2 separate regions of the Mus musculus genome follow, and region 2 is linked to region 1. A link is a contact called in public HiChIP or PLAC-seq data. All regions are on one chromosome and are shown on one strand. Each heading gives the region's core, a stretch centred on a gene start, on an enhancer-like site or on the middle of the called end of the contact. The rest is flanking DNA. Distances are from core to core; before and after follow the strand shown. Region 1 holds the start of Ccl2 (chemokine (C-C motif) ligand 2). Region 2 has its middle 15 kb from the start of Ccl1.

Evidence for each region. HiChIP or PLAC-seq counts read pairs in DNA pulled down with a chosen protein or histone mark.
Region 2: a CTCF HiChIP or PLAC-seq map of the NIH/3T3 cell line shows a contact between it and region 1, with 8 read pairs. The contact joins the enhancer-like site here to the promoter of Ccl2 in region 1. A contact is called at or near these places in 12 of 39 promoter capture datasets (the C10 cell line, the HPC-7 cell line, the SN4741 cell line and 8 more), 1 of 15 datasets of contacts at CTCF or cohesin (the NIH/3T3 cell line), 13 of 484 Hi-C or Micro-C datasets (the AML12 cell line, bladder smooth muscle, bone marrow-derived macrophages and 7 more), 6 of 115 datasets of contacts at active chromatin or transcription factors (the NIH/3T3 cell line, bone marrow-derived macrophages, embryonic fibroblasts and 3 more) and 4 of 9 other capture datasets (adipose tissue, liver, macrophages and 1 more).

What each region holds. Positions count from the first base shown.
Region 1 is chr11:82,033,325-82,038,179 of GRCm38.p6, forward strand. Ccl2 (chemokine (C-C motif) ligand 2) reads left to right here and starts at 2,253. Exons shown (of 3, transcript NM_011333.3): 1 at 2,253-2,413; 2 at 3,159-3,276; 3 at 3,602-4,128. The coding sequence starts at 2,338. The coding sequence ends at 3,854.
Region 2 is chr11:82,192,564-82,197,418 of GRCm38.p6, forward strand. No RefSeq gene overlaps it. Among named protein-coding and RNA genes, the nearest start is that of Ccl1, 15 kb to the left of the region's middle. Within about 2 kb of position 2,563, at least 37 of the 459 cell types and tissues checked have an H3K27ac peak or open chromatin away from gene starts, as enhancers often do. A contact at or near this core is called in the NIH/3T3 cell line, the SN4741 cell line and embryonic fibroblasts, where this site is marked.

The DNA of each region.
Region 1 (4,855 bases), core at 1,003-3,502:
TTTCGTTTATGATTCACATTTGCGCTGCCTCCTGTGCTAACTGAAGCTTGCAGCGGCCAATTCACTTTGCAATGGTGATCTCCCAGGCTCAGAAGCCTGCCCACAAAGCCAGGGGCCTTTTTCTGTGACTGTAGACCACATGAATCTGTGCATCTCAGTCAGGAAAGGCTTCCTCACATAGAAAGAAAATGCAACACTATACAATTTCCCTGGGGTTCTTGTGTCTCAGATTCATAATAATGGCATCTCTCAACTTGTTCATGCTACAGAAAGCCCAAAAGAATGACTAGATTTCATAGATAACATTCTCACAGATGAGCTGTGGGCATCTATGAACATGAGGAAAACTTCGTGGAGGTAGCAACGAGATGCTCTGGGTAGAAATGACTACGCACAACTACTGCCTCCAATCCTGAAATAATTCACATATTTGAGGGAAACTGAGTGACATACAGGAAAAGAATTGGGCTAAATCCAGAACAATTTGGACACTAGTCAGGAGGAGGACAGTGACTAGCAAGATCATGATATAGGTGAACAAAAGGAGGGTCCCAAGAGGTACCGCAAACTAGGAAACTAACATCCATTGTGAGACATTAAATCTCATGTCCAAGCGGGCGTGGTGGCGCACGCCTTTAATCCCAGCACCTGGGAGGCAGAGGCAGGCAAATTTCTGAGGCCAGTCTGGTCTACAAAGTGAGTTCCAGGACAGCCAGGACTATACAGAGAAACCCTGTCTCGAAAAACCAAAAAACAAATCTCAGGTCCAGGGAAGCATTCTGGAAGCACCAGCCCCACCCCCACCCCGTGTCACCTGTGTTACCTATGGGTAATTAGGTTTTTGACAACTGACTATGCCTGGCTCCTGGTAAGCCATCACAATGCTGCTAAGGACCACTTGCCATGGAATAAACACAGCAGCTTGTTTGATAAAGCTTATTTCCTATCACAAATATATTAACTTCAGAACTGTTCTCTTCCAAGCATCCCCCCATTCCTTTACAGTCATTGTCTCCACGACTCTCTATGAAAGACAAATCTTGGGTACAACTCTGCCAATCAGGAAAGACTCAAAAGGATGCTACAGAGGAAGGAGGAAATCAAGATACCTGAGTGGAAGACTCCGCTCAGCCACTGGCACGCATGTGAGAGCGCCACTCTTTTTATCAAGAGTCTGCTGAAATGAATTCTAAGGGCTTTCAGATTTTATCGCTTTGATCACACTGTTTGTGAAGAAATCTAAACCTGGAAAGCTGAATTAAGCCAGACATTCCAGTTGGCTCACTCATGGTCCCTGGAAATCACGAAGGAAACAGGGCAGAGAGCTACCAGGAGTAGTAAACGCTAACACACAGGCTTCTAATTCATCATGACTTAACCAAAAGGCATGTTTCTCCATGGCCCGTTAGCTGTCTGTTAGTTTGAAGGTAATGTGATGATAGCCAGGCTGGAGCTACCTGGGTCCTGTTCCAGGGACTCTTAGGGCAGTTACCTACATGACCCTTCTGGACCTCAGCTGCCTGATCTGAGAATGGGGAGTAACAGCATCTACTTACCAGAGCTGGGGAAATTAGAGACTGCACTGTGAAGGGTTCCAACCACTCCTGGCCCAGAGTAAGCACTAGGTGAGTTTTATATAGAAATTTCTTCTGCACCATGAGCTCATGTATATGGCTTTCCAGGTCTGGACTTTTACAACTCAGACAGTTCATATCAATGTCACAAAGCTTCTTAGTGCTGCAAAATATCTGGTAACCACCAAGTGGAGAGAATGCTGTATTCAACAAGGCCTGATAACCAAGGACTCAGCCGACTTACTGGGGGTCCTTTCCCAGCTGCAAGGTTCCTTGAGCCAGGGGCAAGCTAGGCTGTGTTTCCAAGCATCTTCTTCCTAAGGACTTTAGGTTCCTTGGCCACTTCCTTTTATTTCAGTGAAAGCAGAGCCACTCCATTCACACTTGTGGTCACAGTAGTACAATTACTGCCAATTCTTCCCTCTTTCCCCCCCCCCCCCCCTACTCCCTGCGCAGCTTCATTTGCTCCCAGGAGTGGCTAGAAAAATACCAAATTCCAACCCACAGTTTCTCTCTTCCACTTCCTGGAAACACCCGAGGGCTCTGCACTTACTCAGCGGATTCAACTTCCACTTTCCATCACTTATCCAGGGTGATGCTACTCCTTGGCACCAAGCACCCTGCCTGACTCCACCCCCCTGGCTTACAATAAAAGGCTGCCTCAGAGCAGCCAGAAGTGCAGAGAGCCAGACGGGAGGAAGGCCAGCCCAGCACCAGCACCAGCCAACTCTCACTGAAGCCAGCTCTCTCTTCCTCCACCACCATGCAGGTCCCTGTCATGCTTCTGGGCCTGCTGTTCACAGTTGCCGGCTGGAGCATCCACGTGTTGGCTCAGCCAGGTGAGACCCCCCCAGCTCCCTTCCCAGCATATCACCCCATTTTTGAATTGTCGTGGATTGTGATAGCATAGTCTCACATGGTCAGGTACTTTTTTTTTTTTCTTTAACCAAGATAAGGAGCATAAAGAAGGAAGGACAAAGAGCCAACCCAATTACAAGATTGCTTCTGGAAAGCAACTAGAATTTTAATTGTTAGATCTAAATTTGGAATCACACCTTCATATAGTTCCTGTTCCAGTTACTTCCCTCAGTATTTGGGAACCTGGGTGATCAAACAGAGGCTTGGGTTGGTGCCTTTTTCCAGATAGAGGAGAAAGGGGAAGAGATCCAAGATCCGAGCTGTGTTTCACCCAGCCCTGCTTCCAGAGATAGCAGCTTAGCGGAGGTGGTTGGGATCAGAGATACTCATGATTTGATTTTTTTTTTTTTTTTTTTTTTTTTTTTTTTTTTGCAGCCTACAGTAATGTACTCAGGTAATCTTCTCAGGTCATAGTAATTTGACTTCTAACTCCCCCAAATGACAGTCCCCAGAGTCACATAGTTTTAATGGCATCCCTCTACCCAAGACTGTGAGCCTACTTTAAGCTGCAAATAACTGAGTCTGTTGTCAAAGATCACATCCCAGATCTGATGTATTGGCATTTATATCCCATCCTGCTGAAACTGCCTTCTCCCCGTGGTCCTTCTCTTCTCTAAGGTCAGAAGCATCTTTCCTGTCCTAATGTGCTTCTCTTTTACTCTCCAGATGCAGTTAACGCCCCACTCACCTGCTGCTACTCATTCACCAGCAAGATGATCCCAATGAGTAGGCTGGAGAGCTACAAGAGGATCACCAGCAGCAGGTGTCCCAAAGAAGCTGTAGTGTGAGTTACATACCCCGGCCCTCCCTGGTCCAAAGGTTTTTCCTTAAGAACAAGGGATGGTCCTCATATACTTATAGTCAGTCACACACTCAGATCCAATGGGGAAACCAAGGCCAAGAAGGCAAAGGCAGTTCTCAACAGCATTGTCTCTATGGCTGCTGTTCAGGCCCTTTCTACTCCACAAGCTTATCTTAGAAAACCTGCAGGAGAAGCAGGTCACTTTGAGTCCCCTTTTTCTACCTGCCCTCCCCCGCTGAGCTCTACACAGCCCCTCCATGTATACCAGACTGAACTTCATCTAACAGTGTCTTTTCTCTTCCCACAGTTTTGTCACCAAGCTCAAGAGAGAGGTCTGTGCTGACCCCAAGAAGGAATGGGTCCAGACATACATTAAAAACCTGGATCGGAACCAAATGAGATCAGAACCTACAACTTTATTTAAAACTGCATCTGCCCTAAGGTCTTCAGCACCTTTGAATGTGAAGTTGACCCGTAAATCTGAAGCTAATGCATCCACTACCTTTTCCACAACCACCTCAAGCACTTCTGTAGGAGTGACCAGTGTGACAGTGAACTAGTGTGACTCGGACTGTGATGCCTTAATTAATATTAAACTTATTTAACTTATTGATGTTATGGTATTCCCTTTCATGAATACTAAAATTTCTTAAATGCAAGGTGTGGATCCATTTTTCCCTCTCTGTGAATCCAGATTCAACACTTTCAATGTATGAGAGATGAATTTTGTAAAGATGAATGGGTAAACTTTGTGTTTGAGATTCCAAGGTATTGTTTAAAATATTATTATGGATATTCCTTATTATTAAAAGAAATATATTATTTTTGTACACCAGTCTGACTTTGAGTGTTTTCTTGAGGGAAACTGCAAAGCTGAGAGTATATAAGCTTGGAGAGCAACACAGGTTGGGACACATATTGTGGGGGAACAGGAGAGTGAATGGCCCACTCTTTTGTATTGAATGGTCTTATCTGAGTGTCATAGACTCTTCAAGATGGGGCCCAGTCAGGGATGCTAGTACCATTGTTTTGGTCCCTAGCATTGCTTCTCAGATACATGCTCAACAAAAGCCCCAGTCCTTCCCAGTCACATGTCCTAGTTGCCCTTTAACTGGGATACATCACTTCCATCTACAGCTCTGCAATTTATAATTCTCTAACTGCATAGGTAGTTCAGACAGTGGAGAACAGACGGGAGACTTAACCATCTTCTATAGGAAGGTTATGGTAATGCTTCCTAGAGAGAGGAAGACATGAACTTATCCTTGATAATGGTTAGTTTTATAGGAAAAAAAACACAAAAGCATTAAGGAAAACTGGTAGGTGGGGGAAATTATCCAAAAATAGAAATGAAAATGGTGTGTACATTAAACGGGGAAGAGCGAGGGAAACCATCCGATGGAGCTGCATGTATATCAAGAGATGGGGATTTTTCAAGAGGAAGCTCAATACAGGGTTTGGAATAGGAAGGTGAGAACATGGTATTCCCTCGGACCTATAATTTAAAGGATAAGTTGAAACTCTTCGGTCCAATAAAGAGGGAGGGACGTGTTTCATTCAG
Region 2 (4,855 bases), core at 1,313-3,812, 160 kb after region 1:
AGAGTGTTGAATGTGAACTCAGGGCTTCTAGCATGCTAGATAAACCCTATATCAACTGAGCTTCAGGGAGGATCTATCCTAAGGAAAAACTGCCATTGCAGCCTGGGCCTAGAACCAAATAGACGGGCAGCAAAGACCTCACTCCATCCACAGCCTGAAGCACAGATGCAAGTGGCTGGCAGGCTTGATGGCAAAAATGAAATGCTTATTGTTATAAACTGCTGGTGTTTTGGATTGCGTGTTACTATAGTAAAATCACACTATGTAGAAATGAATTCCTAGAAGTAGGTATTGCTATAACCAAGGTGTAAGATATAACCTAGCTTGGGCTTTGGGCCCAAGCACCAGACAGCAGATGATTTTTAGAAACTCAAGTCAAGCCTTCATCCCACCTGAAGAAAAGCCAACTCTCTCTAGATGCAATTCCAAGTCACTGAATGGCATCAGGCTTTATGACAGGTCTCCTTCCCATAAGCAACTGTGTCTGACAGGCTCCATGGGGGGCCCATTTTTTTTTTATCTATTGTGGGTTGTTGTTGTTGTATGTTTGTAAAAATAATAGTGCACTTAACATGACTCCCCAAGAGCCCCTTAGTCTCATCAGAGGTCTTAGCAAATGGAATGATTTGCTTTTGACCACTAGGTTGAGCACTAATGGCCACAACTTTGACTCTGTGCCCTAAAGCTACGTAATTTTTGTTGAGAATATTTTACAAGCTTCAAGGATAAGAAGGTGAGAAGATCACACGACCAAACCCTGTATGACCCAGCCTGTCTCGGTTTTCTATTGTCTCTCCGTTCTGCTTGCAAGAGTGCTGGTTCTTAGAACTATCTTCTTTGTGAAGTGTCTCTTATTAAGGCTAGCCACAACCAACTCACCTTCGCAACAACTGTTGTAAACCTTCTTCTCTCAAATCCACAAATTCAACCACTTTATGCCATTTTAATGTTTTGCCTTCTCACTTCTAAATGATAGAGTTTTATCAAGTCCTTCACAATGTATTGCATGCACTGTCATTTTTACAGGCCCTTCTAAAAATCACCTGCTGTCTGGTATTCAGCCCCAAAGCCAAAGTCAGGTATCCTACTCTTTGATTGCAACAATACCTACTTCTGGGCATTCGTTTCTCCACAGTGTGGTTTTGCTATAGTAACAGGCAACATAAAACAGCAGTAGTTTATAACAATAAACATTTCCTTGTCGCTGTCAAGTCTGCCGACCAATTGTATTCTCGCTTCATACGGTGAAAGGAGTCAGGTCCTTGCTGCGCATCTGTCAAGTTCCTGGACCCAGACTGCAATGGCAGATTCTGTTTAGGGTATACTCTCCCAGCAGATCGGTGAGAAAGTGGATGGGCAGAAACTTGGAATGCTTGTAAACCTTCTACCGGGACATGGCACACGCAGTGCCTGGCAGCATTCCACTAACTGTGCCCAAAGCCAGAGGCTTAGTAAAGGAAAAGCCTGAGTCATTTCAGACAAAAACTCGGCCTCCCACGGTAGAAAGGGCTCTTGCTAGGCTCAAACACTAATCCTGTTAGGACACATGTGGTAAGCACTCTCTCGTCCATGACTCGATCCAGATTAGCCTTGAAGAGAGGAACCGGATACTTAACACTTGTATCCATCTTTCCTGTTAACTCAGAACTCCTGTGTCTTGTTTAAAGATACAAGTTTGAGGTCTGGTTGCTGTGCGCATGCTCAGTTGGTCCAGTGTCTGCTAAGCACGCAGGAGGCTCTGGGCTAGGTCAGCAGCATCGCATGAACCAGCTGGGGTAGTGTCCACCTCTCATATCAGTACCCAGCGAATGTGGTCAAGAGAATCGGGAACTGAAGGTTCATTCTCTGCTCCTTTGAGAGTTTAAGCCTAGCCTTGGCTAGAGAGCCTGCCTTAAAAGAACAAAATCAAAAGCAAACACTAGGTTAAAACATTCATCTCCACATTTTAAAAATTGTCTGTTAAAGTTTTCCAACACTTTTTTTTTACACCATTAACCATATGCATGCACAGGGTGTGTGTGTGTGTGTGTGTGTGTGTGTGTGTGTGTGTGTGTGTGTGTTAATAAAAGGACCCAATTTGACTATATGGATCACCACCATTTTTCCAGGCTTTGGATGATCCCTCTGTTCCCTGAACTGATCTGAGGGACAACCCATATCCCACACCTGTAGCATTCTCACACTGCGTTCCTGCATCTCATTGGCTAGCTCATCTGCTCTGCAGCCACATCTCAGGATGAGCTAGCTAGCGCATCTGGTTTTTTCATCAAAAATGTCCTAGCTGTTTTCACTCTTTTTGGAAGTCAAAATGAGCCACCTCGGAGTCCTCCATAAAAAATCTGGAAGGTACCAACTATGCTCTAAGCAGATATTGGTTTGGTGAGTTATTGTGACCATCCCATGAAGGTAGGCAGTCTCTCTCGCCCCCTACTTCAGATGAAGAAGCCCAGGGAGACTGCTAGGGCTTCAAAGGAGCAGTTCTGGGATTCAAGTGTGACTTCAGAGCCCTTGTGGTTCCCACAACACACTGCCTGGGTTTCCAAGGGCTCAGCCAAAGGATGCTGAGTCACTCCTGCCCTTGGGCCTCACAAGAAAGTGGAGGAGGCTGTGAAAGACCTCATCAAACACTGGGGTTTCCTCTCACGCCTCTGCATGCTTCTTGTTCCCCAGCTGGGCCATGCACACCCTGCCTGGGAGGGATGGGCTGGTATGTCTGCAGAGAGCATCCTGGCACATGTCTGTCACCTTGCTGAGAGTTCCTAGTGACAGCAGGAGCCACACAGATTATAACTAAGGTAGCTCTTTCCCACTGACTGGAACAGCGAGGTACCTCTGACTTCCAGAGACGGTTCATCTTCTAAGGAGATGGTCAACTAGAAAAACCCCTTCCCCACCCCAGCATGTGTGTGCAAGTGAATACAGGTGACTGCAGGCACTATGGCATCTGGACTGTTCCTTTCCCTGCCATTGCCTCCTTTCCTTCCTAACACATCTTCTTACCACTCCGCTCCTGGATGGATGGGGCCACCGATAAATGACCTGTCAGCCCATGCTGATGCTCTGAGCTCTGCTTATTTGAGAACTGAGGGTTCTGCGTGTGCAGAGTTGCTATGAGCAACAAGATCACATCGGTGGACCAGAAGATGCCAATGCTATGCCAACAGCCAGGGCAGCTCCTGGGAATCAGGAAAAAATACAAGCTGTTGACCTTGGGTCCAACTGAGTCATGAACCTGGGATCAGGAATCCATCATCTCTTCATAAACTCTTCCTACAGCACCTGTCTATTCCTTTTTTCCTAAACTTTGAGATCACCTGTATAGTCCCGTGCACTGAGTTCTCGATGAATAGTAACTATTTGGGGGCTAAAGAGCACAGCAATAATTCATTGGGAAACAAGTCCAGAATCTTAGCTTCCAGGAGAAGATCTTGTTTCTGGAAACATGCCATCCTCAGTGGGGAAGATGAGGAAATAGGAATTATCTGTAGGTATTCTACACTGGCGTTTAGATGAATGACTGTGTGAGGCTCTGGACTGCCACACAGGGGCCGTTGTGTACTTTGTCATTAAGATTTACAGACAGGGGCCTAGAAGATAGCTCAAGTGTTAAACTACCTGCCATGCAAGCATGAGGACCTAAGCTCAAATCATCAGCACCCATATAAACAGCCAGGCATTGTGGCATGTGTGTGTAACCCAGATCTCAGGGGATGCTAGAGACAGATGGGTCTCTGGGGCCCATTAGACAGCCTTACTGAAGCAATGAGCAATGGTTTCAGTGCCAGACTCTGTCTCAAAACATAAGGTAGGGAGCAATCAAAGAAAGACACTTGAAGTCCATCTCTGACTTCCACAATATCTTCTCTCTCTCTCTCTCTTTCTCACTCACTCTCTCTCTCTCTCACACACACACACAGTCTGGTTGGCTGAGTCTGAAAAGCTCAAAATGTCAAGGGGACACATTATAGTAGATGTCAATGCAACTCTTCACACTCTGGTGGTTCTCGCTCCATGACTCGTAGGTAGGGCAGACTGTAGTATAGTGAGCAAGCTGCCTTGGGTTCAACTTACCTTTGATATTGCATATTGCCTTTGGAGTCGAAATTTTTTTCATGGTAACATGAAGGAAAATGCAAATGGCAAATCAGCAATTGTGACAGCCCTTCAGAGAAGCAGTTCTCACCTGCCACTGCCTCTCTCTTTGTAGGAGCATCTTTATGCTGTCCCCATCATCCCGAACTGATTCCTGTGCTCTTTTTATCCTCTGCTGTATTGTAAATGTTTTCTGTGATGCTCCTTAATTTCCATAATTGCCATGGTGATGACTGAAAAGATATTTCATCAAACAGGGCTGACAAAATCTAATTATAGATACTTAGTTGGTTGTTTAGATGCTGGGTATTAGGTATTTATGCGTCTAATTATAGACATTTAGCCAGTTATTTCCAAATAACGCTGTTATGACTACTTTTCCCAAGCCTCATTTTCTACATGTGATGGTTTTCTTTAAATTAACTTTCCAGAGGAAAATAGTGTTAAAAGAGGGCATGAACTCACCCCTGATAGCTGGAACACACAAAACTGGACCAGCTCTGTTCAGATCCTGACTTACGGAGCTGAGTCTCCGGCACTTGCCATTGCCATTCTCCTTGTCCTTTGGTAACTTAATGAGCATGTAACTGCATTCCACCATTGGCATAAGTTTTCTTTCTGGAAATCTCAGATCCACTTCATCCAAAGATGTAGCTGACCAAAATACACTGCAGAGAAAAATCCATTTTCAGTTAGAGCTATGGTCTGCATCTTAAATGTCTCCCAAAGATCCATGTGTTGGAGACTTGGTCCAGAGAGGCAG